Linked DNA regions of Gossypium hirsutum: region 2 is linked to region 1. A link is a contact called in public Hi-C data. All regions are on one chromosome and are shown on one strand. Each heading gives the region's core, a stretch centred on a gene start, on an enhancer-like site or on the middle of the called end of the contact. The rest is flanking DNA. Distances are from core to core; before and after follow the strand shown.

Evidence for each region. A called contact is a pair of places that touch in the nucleus more often than the background predicts.
Region 2: a contact with region 1 is called in a Hi-C map of leaf, with 2.5 times the contacts expected there. The contact joins the promoter of LOC107896558 here to the promoter of LOC107916280 in region 1. A contact is called at or near these places in 2 of 34 Hi-C or Micro-C datasets (leaf and seedling).

The regions. Positions count from the first base shown.
Region 1 is chrA10:103,599,435-103,605,168 of Gossypium_hirsutum_v2.1, forward strand. LOC107916280 (expansin-A8) reads right to left here and starts at 2,909. Exons shown (of 3, transcript XM_016845460.2): 1 at 2,571-2,909; 2 at 2,064-2,376; 3 at 1,409-1,973. The coding sequence starts at 2,715. The coding sequence ends at 1,670. It overlaps LOC107915646 (probable LRR receptor-like serine/threonine-protein kinase At4g31250), which reads left to right. Exons shown (of 3, transcript XM_041077902.1): 2 at 1-444; 3 at 524-1,258. The coding sequence ends at 1,200.
Region 2 is chrA10:103,735,056-103,740,454 of Gossypium_hirsutum_v2.1, forward strand. LOC107896558 (RING-H2 finger protein ATL72) reads left to right here and starts at 3,143. Exons shown (of 1, transcript XM_016821747.2): 1 at 3,143-4,745. The coding sequence starts at 3,890. The coding sequence ends at 4,519.

The DNA of each region.
Region 1 (5,734 bases), core at 1,659-4,158:
TCCTCAAAGATCCAGCCATGGCATCCCGGTTCAAAAAGGCAGAAAAGAAAAAACCAGCAGGGAACGTAATAATGGGGAAGAAAGAAGATCAATCATCGCAGCATTACAGAAAGTTAGGTGAGAAAGCGAAGCTTTATTTCGTGAGAAATGACAGGGAGAAGTTCCAGTTGCAGGAGTTGCTAAGGGCATCGGCAGAGGTGCTGGGGAGTGGGAGCTTTGGGTCGTCGTACAAAGCTGTGATCTCGAGTGGGGAAGCCTTGGTGGTGAAGAGGTTTAAGCAAATGAATAATGTGGGGAAGGAAGAGTTCCGAGAGCACATGGTTAGACTTGGAAGGTTGTCACACCCTAACCTGCTTTCCCTTGTGGCTTTCTATTACAGAAAAGAAGAGAAGCTTTTGGTGTCTGATTTTGCTCCCAATGGAAGCCTGGCTAGTCATCTTCATGGTACGCTTTTCCCGCATTTCTTAGTACATTTTTCCCCCTTTTTTGTCTCAATTAACGTTAGGCTAGCATATTTGCACAGCAAGGCGCGCTCCAGGAGAGCCAGGGCTTGATTGGCCAACTAGATTGAAGATCATCAAAGGAGTAGCAAAGGGTTTGGCTTACCTTTACAATGAACTCTCCAACCTTACACTCCCCCACGGCCATCTCAAATCCTCCAATGTCCTTTTAAACCACACATTCGACCCCCTCCTATCTGACTACGCCTTGCTCCCCGTCATGAACAAAGAACACGCCCAACAATTCATGGTGGCATACAAGTCCCCTGAATTCTCCCAATACGACCGAATTACACGAAAGACCGACGTCTGGAGCCTCGGAATACTCATCCTCGAAATGCTAACAGGTAAGTTCCCAGCCAACTATTTGAGACAAGGTAAAGGTGGCAATGCAGATTTGGCAACTTGGGTGAACTCGGTTGTGCGAGAAGAATGGACCGGAGAAGTGTTCGACAAAGACATGAAAGGGACCAAGAACGGGGAAGGCGAGATGCTGAAGCTGTTGAAGATCGGGATGTGTTGCTGCGAATGGGATATAGAGAAGAGATGGGAATTGAGAGAGGCTTTGGAGAGGATTGAAGAGTTGAAAGAGAGGGATAGTGATAATGTTGAAGACTATTCTTCGTATGGCAGTGAAGGGGATGTGTACTCATCTAGAGCAGTCACCGATGATGAGTTTTCGTTCTCGGTTCAGGCTTGAAAACGTGAAACCAAATCGTTAGGAATGTTTGGAGTGGATCATAACACTTGTTTTAACTGTGATTTGGTGCTTAACATTTCCAAGAATTTGCAGACATAGCATGTGAGTGATAATGTTTATTATATGTGTTATGGGGAAAATTCATATGATGCATTTATTATACATTTAGGATGTCATATTCTTTTAACCTGTTAAGTTGAGAATAAAGTGAAGGAATATTTAATTCGATTGACATTCATTCATGGCTATGTTAAAACAAAACCCAAAGCGATGGAACACCCATCCATCTCTGCTTACTAAAAACTGCATTATATAAGGCCTAGCGGGTGCCAATAAAACACCTCAGCAATATACAGCCACAATGGGACTGAGCCTCTCCTACTCTAAGTCTCCCTCTTATACCTTCCCCTGTCTCAAACACTGGCTATTACATACACATCTTCCAATTCGGGACCCTTTGCCTTAAACTCTAGAACTGGCCACCTTCGAATGTTTGTCCGAACTGCCAGTTTGCTGGAGCCACATTGTAGCTTGTCACAGTCCGGCCGTCACTTGTGGTGACTTGGAACGACAAACTTTGGCCGTTGAGGTAGGAGTTGCTCTGCCAGTTTTGGCCCCAATTTCTGGACATTGATTGCCATCCTGTTTTAGAGCCTTTGATTGAGACTGCATGGACATCTCCAGCACCACCAACATTTGAGATGGGGACCAAGTTGAAGTAAGAGTGACCATTGATAGTAAACCTGATTCCTCCTTTCTTCATGCAGGGGACTCTGTTTAGACCAAAATATATTTTGTTACTAAGATGAGCTTAAATCATTAATGTAGTACATATAATTACTCGAGGGTGTTGTAAATATTACCTTCTGAATGAAATGGGAACGATTCCAGCACGGTATTGAGCAATCTGCAAGAAAGCAGGCTCAGCCAAGTCGAAATGCTGGAGAGGGGGATTGCACCAACCTCCATTGTCGTTGGACAATGCTAAGTTAGGGGGGCAGAAGTTGGTTGCAGTGACGGTAACGGACCCGGGCAGGCACCATTTGGGGTCATTGTCACACCTCATTTCATAACAAGAACCGCAGCTCAAACCATTGTTGAACAAGGCAGTGCTAAGTGCTGCAGTGTTAGTCCCATAGCCTTGGCTATACAGGTTACCATATCCACAAGCACCTCCTGAAATAGCACCAACGGATATAAGAAACTAAGTTTAAAAGTAGAAAAGACCATTTAAAGCTACTAATTAAGGTACTCAAAAGTGCTTGAAACAATTTTGAACTTTTTCATTACCCCACACTTTATAAGTTTGTTCCCCCCCCCCTTTTTCTTCTTCCATAAATTCCTTTTGTTAAAAATGCCCTCAAACTTACCCATTGTGCCAGATGCATCACCCCCACCATAGAATGTGGCATGGCCACCTTGCCATCCTCCCCCATAGTCACCAAAGGTGCCTTGCAGGAAAAAACTGAAGACAAACAGCAGAAGAGACGTTGCAGTTAATGGTGCTATCGCCATAGTATTAGTTGAAGTGAGTTGTGAGGAAGAGAGGAAGAAAAGAAACAAAGAGAAAAAAGGGGTAATTAAAAGGTTGGTTGCCTTGATGGTTGTGACATAGGGATTGGGGGAGAAAGGGTTTATATAGGGAAAAACACTACAAAGGAACAGAGATTTGTATAATTTCAGGTCAGATGATCTGCAAAGGATCAAAATATGCACATGCAAATGTTCCAGTCGAGTTCCATAAGGATAGACTACCGACCGCTAGGCCTATGGTCCCACTTGCACATGCATTTATTAATACTTCAGTTCACTTCCCCCTTGACCTTTATTCCTCGTCTTTGTTTATCTTTGCTAAGATCATCTCCTTTTTGTTTTCTTCTATAGCTTGCATACACCCACGTCTAGTTTTATGGATTTTTGTCCTTAAATTGCCTGAAATCCCGCCAATCCTTTCAAGAAATCTTTTTATTCCCTTTGATTGGGGACTTTGGTCTTTTTCTTTTTTTTTCTTCTTTTCCTTCTTTTTTTCTGGTCTAAAGATTTTGTTTAAGACTTGAATCAATCTCAGTCGTTTTATACCCTTTTATGTTTTAGAAAACTTGTAAAAATGATCATTCAATTCAGATTGGCGTAAATGAAAAATCAATAACAAGGACACCATGTCTAGCCTAGAGGACATCACATGTGAATGTCCTTTTTGACTTGCTTGTTGGTAGAAAAGAAATTTTGAAAAAAAAAAACAAAGAATTGAAGAGTGGAGAAATATTTTTTTTTTAAATAATTTTTTCCTTCTTTCCATGTGCCAAGAGTCCCAACATTGATGAAATTTAGTTAGCTTAGGCCAGAGAGAGAGAGGGGGATTTCTCTACCTCATAGGGTGACGGAAATGCAAGAGATACTATTCATAGTTTATCTCATAGGGTGAGGTGATTGAGGTGATTGAGTTGAGTAGGGGTGAGCAAAATTCGATTCAATTCGAAAAAATCGGAAAAAATTTGAATTTCGAGTTAAACGAATCGAGTTATTCGAGTTAATCGAGTCAACTCGAATTTTTTTCGAATTTCGAGTTCGAATCGAGTTGAGTTTTCGAATTCGAATAACTCGAATAATTCGAATAATTCGAATAATTCGAATAATTAGAATATCAAACTATAATATTTTATATTTTTACTCCAAACTCCCAAACATTTTTATTTTTCCCTTAAAACTTTTACTCCTTCCCACTTTCCCCCAAAAACTTTTACTCCCTTTCCATCCCAACTCCCGTGTCTACTCAAAATCCATTTCCCATTAAAATTTTACTCTCCAATTTACTTTTTCTCAAAATTTTATTCCCAAAAACCCTCAAAACTTTTTATTTTCCCCCATAATTTTTACTCCCTCCCACTTTCCTCTTAAAATTTTTACTTCCTTTCAATCTCACCTCCCATCTATCCCAAATCCACCCCCCAATTTTTTTAATATTTTTCCTCTAAAATTTTACTCCCCCTATTTACTTTCCCTCAAAACTTTTATCCCCCAAAACTTTTTATTTTCCCCTAAATTTTTACTTTTCACCCTTTACTCTCAAATAAAAAATTAAAATTATCTAAAAAAATCACTAAACATAAATAGTAATAATTTTATTTATATCTACTATTTATATTATTAAATTAAATTTCACATTTTATATTATTTATATTATTGAATTGTTTAGTCATATTGAATATTTATATTAAAACTGAATCATTAATTATGCCATTAAATATTCATATTAAAATTTTATATTTGTAACAGCCAAATTTTTCAGTGGTGTCGGAAACAGTGATTCGAGATCACTAAATCCGATGAGTAAGTTTAGAAATTTTAACAAATAATAATTATAGGCCAAGCGCGAACTTAAAAGAATTATTTTTAATTAGTAAATTTTGCGATTTTAAAAGAATTAATCAGGTAAATTTGGTTGAAAACGAGGTATCGAGACCTCGAATTTATAAACCGAGCCATAAATATTTTTATAAATATTTATGGAGTGTTATTAAGTTAGTATTAAAGTTTCGTTAAAAAATTTTAACGTTTGGTTAGTCAATTAATTAAAAAAAACTAAATTGAAAATAGTGCAAAATTTATTAAATTGTGATTAAGTAGTTTAAGTGATTAAAAAGGAGAGATTTAAAAGGCAATTGGACCCAAATTGTATGGGCTGGACGGTTGGGCAAGAAAATCAGCAAAAAAGACAAGGAGAAACAAGGGCAAAATGGGAAATTTTGCAAATTAAACATATAAAACAAGATAAATTTGAAAAATCTAGAGATATCATCATTTTTCTTCAGCAAAAATGCCATGGGAGGTCTGAAAGCTGCTGGTTTTTCATACTTTGACATATGTGAGTTCAATTCTTACCCTTTTCTTTGAGATTTTTATGTTTTGTGACTTTTACAATTAGGTCCAAGTGTTTAATTCATTAGTTTTTGATTTTATGAACAAAATTAAAAGCTATCATTGATAAGTGTTAGCTGTTTATGATGAAATAAAATGAATTTGAAGCTTTGATTTTGTTGTTTGATGATTTTATCAAGTAATTTCAATAGAAATTGATTTTAGGACCTAATTGTGAAAAAATTGTGAATTAAGGTTTAGTGTTAAAATTCTGATTTTTAAAGATTGTGTAATAGTTTAGAATGATGGAATAAAATGTTAATTGAGAAAAGTTAGCTTAATAGATGGGCTAATTGAGGAAGGACTGAATTGTATGACCTTTGAAATTTAAAGGAAAAATGGTAATAAACATCTTGAACTAAAACAATATTGGACAGCAGAAGTAGACTAACTTTAAAAAATCACCATAAATTGTAGAAATCGAATTATAAGATGAATAAAATATGAAATTAAAGCTTATTGAGTCTAGTTTTTCATAGAAGAAACGGTGTAAGCAATGAATTTGTAAATTATGAGATATAATAAATTTTGTGAGATAATGTTAGAATGAATTTGGGTTCCCCTGTTTTGACTTTGGAAAATCACCAAAAATTGGAGAAAATTAATTAGAGTCTCA
Region 2 (5,399 bases), core at 1,893-4,392, 140 kb after region 1:
AATGAAATACATCATGATATTAATTGAAAACATGATTGACTGAGGCCTAAACATGTTAAACATGAATAAAATAAATATTATTGGATTAACATAATCATTCTAGCAAATAGGATTTAAAATATCATTGTTGATGTCAAAAACAATAAACTCAAAGCAAACATGATTAAAATAAAAAACAAGAGGAAAGAGTAAACTCTATTTAGTTCAGCAGCCTTTCAAATCTATTCTGATTGATGCACTCCTCCGTTTTGCTCGATGCTTCTTTTGCTAAGGAGTTCCTAAGGTGGCCAGTCAAAGAATGTTTTTGACAAAGCTTTTGCTGTTAAATGATGGAAAAGAGATGAACAGCTATGCAAAGGGGAGGAAAAAGGGAAATAGAATGTAGAGAAATGATATATGAGGGATGATTTGAGAAGTGATAGATGTATGGGATTTATAGGTGAAGGTAAGGGGTAGAGTTAGCTAAAAATAACATTTGAATTCCTTTTTTTTCTACCACACATGGCTGTCTATATTTCAAAGAGAAGGGGATGACTAAGTCTCCTCATTTTGAATACAAATCAAAGCTATTAATAGCCATAGGGTGGACGGTTTTGACAGTGAAGTAGTTGGGCTAATTTCTGATTATTTTCCAACTATAAGAACCTTCAATTAAATACCCCAAAGCTTGCTTTTGGGCTTCCATCTACTTGTGTCGAAACTGAGCTTAGTTCTCCCTTGTTGGATGATTTCTCAGTCCAATAATGTAGCAGACATGTCCATCTTTTAGCACCTCTTTTATTGGGTCAAATTATCAATCTCACGGCCCAAATTACATGGTCCTGTCATCCACATGAACTAATTTGTGCATGTCCATGTTTCATTCACATTAATCACATCTTCAATAGTCCTCCAACATAGTGAAAAATCACATATTAATAAATTAACATGAAATAATATAAAATATGTACAAAAAATTATGTAATTAAGCACAATTTCACATACTTTATAAATTCATACCCAATATTACTAATTAAGTAAAATTCACTTATTTTAATAACAGTAACTCAAGATTATCATATTTATTAAGTAAAAAGGTGGTAAAAATATGTAGAAAAACCCTATATAATTTCGAGTTTACACATTTATACTCACCCAATTCGACACTTGATTGAACAAAAACAAGAGAACAAATAAGGCAACTAAAAATTATTAGAACTTGAGGTATAATAATTAGCGGAACAAATAAGTAAAATCAAAGATCAAAGAAGATGGTGTCAAAAAGAAAACACAATGGCCAAAAAGAACCAGAATCTGAAATTGGAAAGGAAAAAAAATGAGAAGAGGGAGACTGATGAGAGAGAAAATGAGGGAAATGCGAGGGGGAATTAAGGAATCTCCTTTTCAAAAATAAAAAAAAATTAAAAAATATAACTAAATAAAATAAAATTTAACAAAACTTTAACCCATTAGATTTTCTTTAGAATTGAAAAAAAATTAAAATAATTTTCATTTGCACACACAGGGATTCAAACACAAGATCAAAGGGTAAGTTAACATCGTACCACTAAATTAGTAACCTCATTCTTGTCTCTCAAATACAAAGGAAAACATAAAAGTCTAACAGTAACCTCTGACTCACTTGCAACCCTTGATTCTTCTAACCCCATTTTCGGGATGTGACATTTTGCTTTAATACTAAAACCTTTATAATTTTAAGATGTCACTAATATAAAAATTTTAATATTTTTTTTTTCAAATAATGAAAAAAATCTCAGAATTAATTCGGAAATATCAACTACCTGCCTTCTGTGCTTCTTAAGTTTTTGTTGACATCGAATCATATGTTCAAACTTGATAATTTCTTCCCTTAATTTTTTTATAAAAAAAACTAAAAGTTAAAAGAAAAACTATAATAAAAATTAAGTATTTTAAATATATATATTTAGTTATATATTAACTTTGAGATAAATTCATTAATTTTTTATCTAAAATTAACTAATTACTATTATTTAGAAAAATTCTGATGGAAAAGAAATTGATTAAAATGTAAAAGTAAAAAAAAAAAACATCTCCAAAACTAAACTGAAATTTAAACATTTAACATTTATTTGTAAAAAAAAATTCTTAAAAGGAAAACAAAAAACAAAAGAGAAGATAAAAATAAAATATAATTATCATTAATAACATTTTGAGAACTAAGGCTCCTTTAAATGCAAAGACACCTTCTGTTCAATGAAATTCCAAGAGTAAAATGAACTTCCATTGAAACACCCCAAAGAGTTTGACGTGTTTGGCAGGACACCAGTGAAATATTTTAAATATACATTTTAATTTAACATTTTTAATAATTATTTTCTATTCTTCTCTCATTATCATAATTACGTTTAAATCTAAACATAAATTTCGTCGCGTATTTTACTCTCATTGTTACATTAATTAATTTCACTATTACAATTATTTTTAATCTCACCAAAACTAATTTTAACTCTCATCCAAAAGGAGTCTAAGAATCTAGGAACTTTAAATCCTATGTTCGAGTTATATACTGTGTAAATCACGGGTGATTTCTTAATTCATATTTATTCTAGTTTATGTCCTATTATATGTGGAGCCTTTTATGGATTCATTTTGGTTTAGGTCTACATGTATAGTAGTTATTAATTCAACTGTACTTTTAATTTTGATTATAATTATTGAGATGTATATTTGTATATGCAAATGCAATTGTATTTGTAACTTTTAAAAAAGTTTTATTTATTAATTGAAAAAATAAATTATATTAGAATATAACGTAATTTAATAATGTATATTTATGATTATTAAGTATAAAAAAATAAAAATAAATGGTAAAAATATTTAAAAAATAAAATAGTGTATTTTTAATCCAACCTTATAAGCGAATATATTTTAAATATGGGTTGGTATAGTTTTCCCAAAAGTAAAAATATTAGAGAAACAAATCTAATCAAATTCCAAGAAAATAAAGAATAACAATAATAATAATAAAATTCCTTAGCCACCTTTGTTTTCTTTCTAATTGTTTGCTTCTAAAGTCCAATCCAACTCTCGTGGCTGTCATTTGATCTCTCACTGTCAGTAGTAATACATTGGCATACGTTATCTTATTTATTTTTTAATTTAGTACTTAGCATCTCCTTCCATCTGTAAATATCTTATTTCGGCCCTGCTGATATTTTACTTTCTGAAATTCATGTTTATCACTAATTATTCAAGTTCCACCAAACAAAAAAAGAGGGTTAGAGCTGTAATAATCATCTCCTGCATAGAGCCCCTTCTCTATTGCTTTCAGGGTCCCATTTATATTTATGAGCTCCCCTCCATTCCAACTCCAACCAAATAATTTCCCGACTCTTGTCTGCTACAAATTGGTAACCAGTAGACCTTGGAAACCCCAAATTATTGTCCTCATAATCTCCATAATTATATCCTTCAACCCTGTCCTTGTAGCCGGTGATATGATGGGAGTAAAGGTTTTAAGCTTTTAACTGGTTTACATGGAATCTTTGTGGTGTGGGAAGCCATAGCTTCTATTTTTGCATTCTCACTCTCTGTTGTACTATGAAAGCCTTCCCTTTTCCTCCAATCACCAAAAGGAGATGCTTTTTAATGGTGTCTTTATCTTAGTTGGAAGTTGCTGACAGGCACATAACCCTAACTCTAAAGCCCCGTATCTCCCTTTAGTTAAAAAGCTGATCTACAAGAACCCAATGAAAGAAAGCATAAGCCCTCACTTTCTTTATATATCAGCTGCAGCTGCACCCATCTTTGCTTAGCCAAACCACGAGTTTCAAGCAAACAAGCCAAGGGATTTTAATTTTGTTTCATTCATCAGCAGCAAATGAGAGAGGTGAACTTTTAGTAACTCTTTTTATATAAGCTTTTGGGGATGATGCAAGCTAAAACAGCAATGGTGACCACTCTTTACCATCGACCGCACCGCCTTCTCCTCGATACGCAACCGAACGCATCGCCATCGCTACCGAATGGAAGCAGGACGCGCAACGCTTTCGCCAATGAAGCCAACTTTGACACCAACATGGTGATCATCCTAGCGGCTTTGCTTTGTGCATTGATATGTGCTCTAGGACTAAACTCCATTATGCGTTGCACTTTCCGTTGCGGCAGAAGGTTTGGTTTGGACGCCACGGAAGAGACCGCGGCGCGTTTGGCTGCCGCGACGGGCCTGAAGAAGAGCGCGTTGCGTCGGCTTCCGGTGGCCGTGTATGGTTCAGGGATGGATATGAAGGCTACTGAGTGTCCAATTTGCCTTGGAGAATTCATGGGTGGTGAAAAAGTTAGGGTGTTGCCAAAATGTAACCATGGTTTCCATGTAAGGTGTATAGATACATGGTTGCTGTCACACTCATCTTGCCCAACTTGCAGGCAGTCATTGTTGGATCAGGCAACTAGCAGCAGTGATGGTGCAGTGGAGATCGAAAACGGAATCCGACCACATGGAAATTCTTCAGGAGGACAACAAGCTGATGTACCAGTTCCTGCAGATGAGGTTGGTTGATACTGGTCTTAAAATAGTTCTCCAACCAGATGAGAGAAAAGGGGACCTTAGAGTAGTTTTTCTAATGTTTCTTTTGGCATTTTTAAAGTTAGGTTTGTTTATGCATATGCATAGAGAGAACTATTTGATACTTATATGAGGGTTTGCATACAAATTCATGTCCAGTTGTATGTGATTGTAATGAGTTTATTAGGAAATATAAAAAGATGAATCATGAACCAGAAAATGGAACAGAGGGACCTCCTTAATTTGAGTTTGGGCAGGGATTTTCTCCTTTCTAATATTAATTCCAGAGTTGGCCTATCAGACTAGATCATTTAGCATGAGTATTTGTGCTGAAATCCTATGTTACATAGGACTCAGGTGTGAATGTCAAATACATATATAAATATGTGTATGACACGAGTATGTTCAGTTTTTCTGCACAAAATATTTTTCTAAGTATTTGGAGGATCTCATATCTTTCTTTCTGTATATGCTTTAAACAAGTGTCCTTCACAAAAATGAAGATTATAAGTAACTTAGTTGCCAGCTGAACAATAATTAAAGTCTTACAGATGGAGAGCTTTGTTCATTGCAAAGCATCTAGGCACTTTGAAAGCAAGCCCTTGCTATCTAGAATGGTTCTTAGCCTAAATCCATATGACATTTGATTTGAAGTGCACTCATGATGATGAAATATATTTCTACATTTATCAGTTAGCATTAGTTCCAAAGTCATTTTCATTTTCCATTTTGCTCCATCAGTAACTTTCTTTATTAACAGTCCTCACTGGAATATTACTATATATATATATAAACAAAGGGATCTTTCAGTCCCTCAAACACTTCGTTTTCTTGCACTAAACCCAATTTGACACTTTTCACCTAATCTCCAACT